Linked DNA regions of Mus musculus: region 1 is linked to region 2. A link is a contact called in public targeted proximity ligation data. All regions are on one chromosome and are shown on one strand. The core of a region is the stretch at or near the end of the contact, and the rest is flanking DNA. Distances in the headings are between cores, read along the strand shown. Region 1 has its middle 28 kb from the start of 2700046G09Rik. Region 2 overlaps Sgms1 (sphingomyelin synthase 1).

The links.
Region 1: a targeted proximity ligation map of pancreatic cancer cells shows a contact between it and region 2. A contact is called at or near these places in 1 of 484 Hi-C or Micro-C datasets (CD4 T cells), 1 of 130 datasets of targeted methods (pancreatic cancer cells) and 3 of 9 other capture datasets (adipose tissue, liver and pancreatic islet).

Annotation. Positions count from the first base shown.
Region 1 is chr19:32,415,606-32,418,305 of GRCm38.p6, reverse strand. No RefSeq gene overlaps it. Among named protein-coding and RNA genes, the nearest start is that of 2700046G09Rik, 28 kb to the right of the region's middle.
Region 2 is chr19:32,240,918-32,243,914 of GRCm38.p6, reverse strand. The region is part of intron 4 of Sgms1 (sphingomyelin synthase 1); the gene reads left to right. Among named protein-coding and RNA genes, the nearest start is that of Asah2, 140 kb to the right of the region's middle.

The DNA.
Region 1 (2,700 bases), core at 151-2,650, 170 kb before region 2:
GGCTCCAGAGTTGAAAGCTGCATGCTGGACATTTTTCCAGGTTAGCTTAGAAAGACTAACACTACAAAAACCACAATGAGTTCATATGTAGGCGCTAGAAGGGCTGCCTGTTGGTCAGCCCTGACTTAAGCCATTTCAGACATAACAGTTCATATTGACCTTTAATTTGATGGGTCCTGAGTAAAGTTTATGGCTGTGCAATTTCTTAAGATTAGCAGACCTCGTAGTGTATAGAACGTAACAGGGTGTATGGTCAGCATGACCCTGCTCTGAGTCAAGTTATTTTTCTGTGCCAATGACTGACAGGCATATTACAGCAACAGTATGAAATAGCTGGCAGCATGGAGCAACATGGCTGCAGCTATGCTGGGTGTGTGTGTGTGTGTCAGATCCAATATGATTTTACTCCTTTTCCTTTCATTGAAAACAGGTTTCTGCCCCCCTCACATTATATGTGCTGATTTTGGTTTCCCTTCCTTCTACTCCTCCCAGTTCCTGCCCACCTCCCCTCCCATCCAGGTCAGCTCCCTTTCTGTCTCTCATTAGAAAACAAATAGGCTTCTAAAGGATAATAAGGGCTGGAGAGATGGCTCAGCGGTTAAGAGCACTGACTGCTCTTCCGAAGGTCCTGAGTTCAAATCCCAGCAACCACATGGTGGCTTACAACCATCTGTAATGAGATCTGACTCCTTCTTCTGGAGTGTCTGAAGACAGCTACAGTGTACTTACATATAACAATAAATAAATCTTTTTTTTTAAAAGGATAATAATATAATTAGATAAAACAGAAGCTAACACAGTGGAATCAGACAAGATAAACAAATAGAAGAAAAAGTGCCCAACAGAAGGCATAAGAAACAGACATAGATGCAGAGATCCACTTATTGGCACACTCTGAAATCCCGTAAAAACATTAAGTGGAAGCCATAAAAAATACACAAAGGGAAAAGGGGAAAAAAAAGAGGAAAGAAAATATGCATAAATAAATATAAATAAAATAAAAATAATAAGATTAGTCTTTTTTTAGAAAAGGAAAAGCCTGACAAGATGTTTACATTGTAAGACAAGGAGCCTCCAAAGACACCCTTGAGTTCATTTTTCTGTTGGCCATCTACTGCTGGGCGTGGAGCCACCTGAGGTGGAAGATTCTGGTTGTATCATGTGATGCAACCTCACAAGGGATCTTGCTGAGGAAAACCCATGGGAGGGCACGTGATTTTGGAGAGTATAAATAGGACTCAACGGACAATGATGGGGCACTTGCATAGGTAGCCTTGCAATGCTTCATTGATCTTGTGTCTCTGTCTTCACTGATCTTCACTGTGTTGAGAGAGGCACAGTAGAGAACGTCTCCTGGCGTCTCGTCAGGTCCTGGTTGCTATCTGTGACTCATGCCAATTGCATGGAGGTCTGGCTGTTTCTGCTAGATTATACACCACTGCTGATTCATGTTTGGTATCCTGACACTACTGGACTGGACTGCTGGTATTGGAATCCCTCCAAAGAATTGCATCTAAGCAGGTCCACATGGCCTTGTTCCATTTATTATCTTTTCTCTCCTACCTTTGGATGGTGTGTGTGTGTGTGTGAAGCATTTGAGAACGCTTACTAAAAGTAGGTTTTTTAAAAATCTAAGCCTATACCTACCCTTAAGAGTAGTTTGTTGGGCTGGAGAGATGGCTCAGTGGTTAAGAGCACCAACTGCTCTTCCGAAGGTCCTGAGTTCAAATCCCAGCAACCACATGGTGGCTCACAACCACCCATAATGAGATCTGACGCCCTCTCCTGGTGCATCTGAAGACAGCTACAGTGTACTCACATATAATAAAATAAAATAAATAAATCTTTAAAAAAAATTAGTTTGTTTCCCCAGTGAGACTCCCTTGGAGGAAATTAAATTTTCATTTGCAAGTGGTCCACAGTTGGAGATAGCTTTTGGCTTAGGGATGGGGGATGTTCACTTCCCCTCTGAGCAATAGGGCCTCATCTGGTACAGACCCGTGCAAGCCCTGTGCGTGCTGCCTAAGTTCATGTGTGCATCTACCATAACAAACCTTCATACTTTGGTGTCCTTCCTACCCTCTGGTTCTTACACCCTTGCCTGCCTCTTCTGTAAGGTTCTCTGCGCCATAAGGGAAGGGAGCTTTGATGGAAGCAGTCCGATTTAGGGCTGAGAGTTCCAAGATCTCTCACTCTCTGCATGTTGTCTGGCTGTGGGTCTCTGTGTTTGTTCCCATCTGCTGCAGCGGAAGCATCTCCGATGATGGCTGAGCAAGGCACTGATCTGTTTCCCTCGTGAGGTGCCCTCCTCAACTCCCCTGTGTTTCATCTTTTCCATTTGTCTCCCCACCACAACTACCCCAGACCTCTTTTTCCCTTCTTGTAGTTCTCATTCTGGCTTTAGGACTTAATGCTCATCTTAATAAGCATGTAAGGTACAGTTTACATGAAGAGAGAACGTGCTGTATCGATTTCCCCAAGATACGAATCCTTCGTGTCACGTAATTCCAGATTCATCCATTTCCGGCAAATGTTTCCAACTTCATTTTTCTTTATTGCTGAATTAAACTCCACTGCATACATGCACCAGGTTTTCATGAACTCACTAAGGTGTCTTGGACACCCAGGCTAATTCTTTTCCCTCACTGTTGCAATTAGCACAATAGTGATGTGCAAGGATCTGTTTGGAAAGACATAAGA
Region 2 (2,997 bases), core at 270-2,769:
GGTGGTATGGTTTATATTACGTAAATGTAGATCTCTGCATTAACCTGAAGCTTTAACCGAATACTTTTACAGTGGCAAGAGGGGTCTAGGGTTTAACATTTTTGTCTCAGTATAGTTAGTTGGGACAGCTGCTTTTTTGCACCTCTGGTTTTAGTTATTGCAGGTGGAACATGATTTCTTTTCTCTTTTTCTTTCTTTCCTTTTTCCTTTCTTTCTTTGTATTGCCTTTGCTGCCCTGGAACTTGTTATGCTCAGCAAGCTGGTCGTGAACTTATAGAAATCTGCCTGTCTCTTTCCCACAAGTACTGGGAGTAAAGGTTTGCTCCACCATGATGGGCCAAACGTGATCTCTTAAAAGATGTTACAACTATCCAAAGTGGAGCATCTTTGTCCTTTGAGCTGTCTCTTCTCAGTACGCGTGGGTGTGATTGGGCAGTTGAGCGCACGCATGCCTGGCATCTGTGATGCTCTAGATTCCGTCCCTGGCACCCAGAGGGGAGGGGGAGTTAAGCCTGTTGTCATGTTCAGTAGACTGGTTATTTCAGTGCAAGGTTCAGGAATGGCGTCTTGATAATTTGTGATTGAGGCTTAGAATGGCCTTGCGTTTCACCATCGGCTTTAGATGAACCTCAAAAAGATTTAGAGCCTTATGGATTATAAAATGGGAGGGAAAGAGGAAGAGAGAAGCTGAGTGTTTAGTTACTTTTCTGTAGCTCTGGCTGTGCAGACCGGGACTAAGGCAACTTATAAAAGAAAGCATTTGATTGGGGGCTTGCTTACAGTTTGTGGAAACATGTGTAGGTAGGCAGCCCTGCCTGCTGAAACAGTAGCTGAGAGCTTACTTTTTTCTTCTCCTTCTTCAAGTTGGAGACAGAGATGGGCCTGGCCTGGGCTTTTGAAACCTCAAAGTTCACCCCTGTGACATAGCTCCAGCAAGGCCACACCTCCTAATCCTTCCTAAAGCAGTTCTGCCAACTAGGGACCTGACATTGAGTTTGTGGGAGCCATTCTCATTTAAACTTACCACAAGGGTTAAGGATTTAGTTTTTAATGAAGGAAAATGAATTATATGTGCTTTATGCTAATAAAAATGAAGGAAGTACAAAATCAAAAAGCTGAGACACAAGATGTGAGGTGTGGGGGAGGGGCTACTGCAGCTCTTTTTCAAGTTGTTTACCCTCATAATGCTGCTACTGTTACTGAGCCAGCCTCCTGCACGTGTAAGGTTAGGGTTAGCTTTGGGATTTTATGATGCAGTTTCAAAGTTAGCCTTAAACTGTCTGTCCCTTTGGTCTGAGATCACCTTTGAGTTCATAGGAGTGTACCATATTGTCTGGCTTGGAAACTTAGTACCTGACATGACCCTGGCTGAGAAACCAGCACACATGTAAAAGAGCCAGTTGCTGGATGTGAAACCGTAGCTGTCAGAGGTAACGAGGGAGAGCATGGCCTGAGCCTGCCATGCCTATCTGGATGACCCTGAGTCAGAGACAGGTGCTCAGTGGGCGTGGAGCCAGTCCTTTCCACAGGCCAGACAGTTGTTTTTCCTGGAATGTCACTCCTTAGCTCTGACTCAGCCTCTTTGATGGTCCTTCCGGTTGCCTGAGGGGACAAAAAGGAAAGCAGCAGTGATAAGCTTGACTCTGGCCAGGTGCTCTTGACAGGGAACTTCTGACTGGACACCTCACAGGCAACTTCTCTTGGGACAGAGCAGATGGTGTTGAACCTTGGCCAGTGGGTGCCCTCCAAATAGGCTTCCATTGGCTTTTGTACTTAACATGCTCGTCCCTGAGGCTGCCTCGGACCTGGTGGTAGGTGTGTTACCTGGACTGTACTCCATTGTCTGGAAATGGTACGGTGTGCTGCCTCCTTCTTTTGAGATTGGATTTTAAGACATCTGTTTAATTCTTGTGGAACTATACTTTTAAAATATGTGCTACTCCTATTTCAAACGGTCTTACTTTGTATCATATTAGGATTAAATATTAATACTTTCACCTTTTACTATTTTCATCGCTCTGCTGAGATTATTGTCATGAGAACTTATTTGAAATATACTCTGTTTCTGATGCAGGCTCTGCTGTGGTGGCTGCTGTCATTCTGACCTTGTCCAGCGTAAAGCTAGGGAAGCAGATGCTAGAGAGGAAAGGACGCGGTATTTTCTGGAGGTCTTATGTAGTTCACAAAAGTATCTCAGCAGATGAAGCCTTTTTAATAGAGGTCACATGGGACTGCAGCTTTCGCAAGGCCCCAGGGTGACACCCCAGTACTGTAGAGGTGACCAAATGGGAACAAACCCCAAGCCATCCACCCGGACGCCATGTGTGGACTCAGTGGCTGTCGGATCTCGCCGGAGGAGTTGTCCTGAGGCACTCAGACTTGAATCTTAGGAGCATGACATCCGTACTTTGTTGTCTTTGTTTAAAATGAGGGGACTCGTGATTTTAAAAGTCTTTGTGCTTAGGCTTCAGGCATGTTAAGGAGTTAGTAGTGGCTATCCATCCTGACAAATACTTTAACCATTTTTTCCCCTTCTACCTCCGGTATTGGGAATTGAACCCAGGCCCCTCTTTTATGCCAGTCGAGTACCTGGTCACGAAGCCACATCTTCGGTCCCACTGATAAATATTTAAAATCTTTACTAAAATCCTGGACTTAGGTATGGCAGGCCATTGAAAGGAACCAACCTGAGGCTTGAAGCCGTGGTGAACCTTGCCTGAGATCATGTGGTTAGAGGATGAAGGAGTCCATACTTGATGTTAGCTCTCTGACTTCACAGACTGGTCAACTCTGCCTCACTGGCTACACACAGCAGTGACATTAAGGAGGCAGCCTTACAGAGAATGTCCTTACATTTCACACCCACACAAGGGCATTCTGAAGCTCTGGTGACAGCATTCTCCTTGGAGAAGTGGTGGCTTCTATTGGCCCTGCTGCTTCCTTTTTGGGGGCGGGGGGGGGGGGCGGGGGGGGGCGGCGGCGCGGCATTTCAGATTT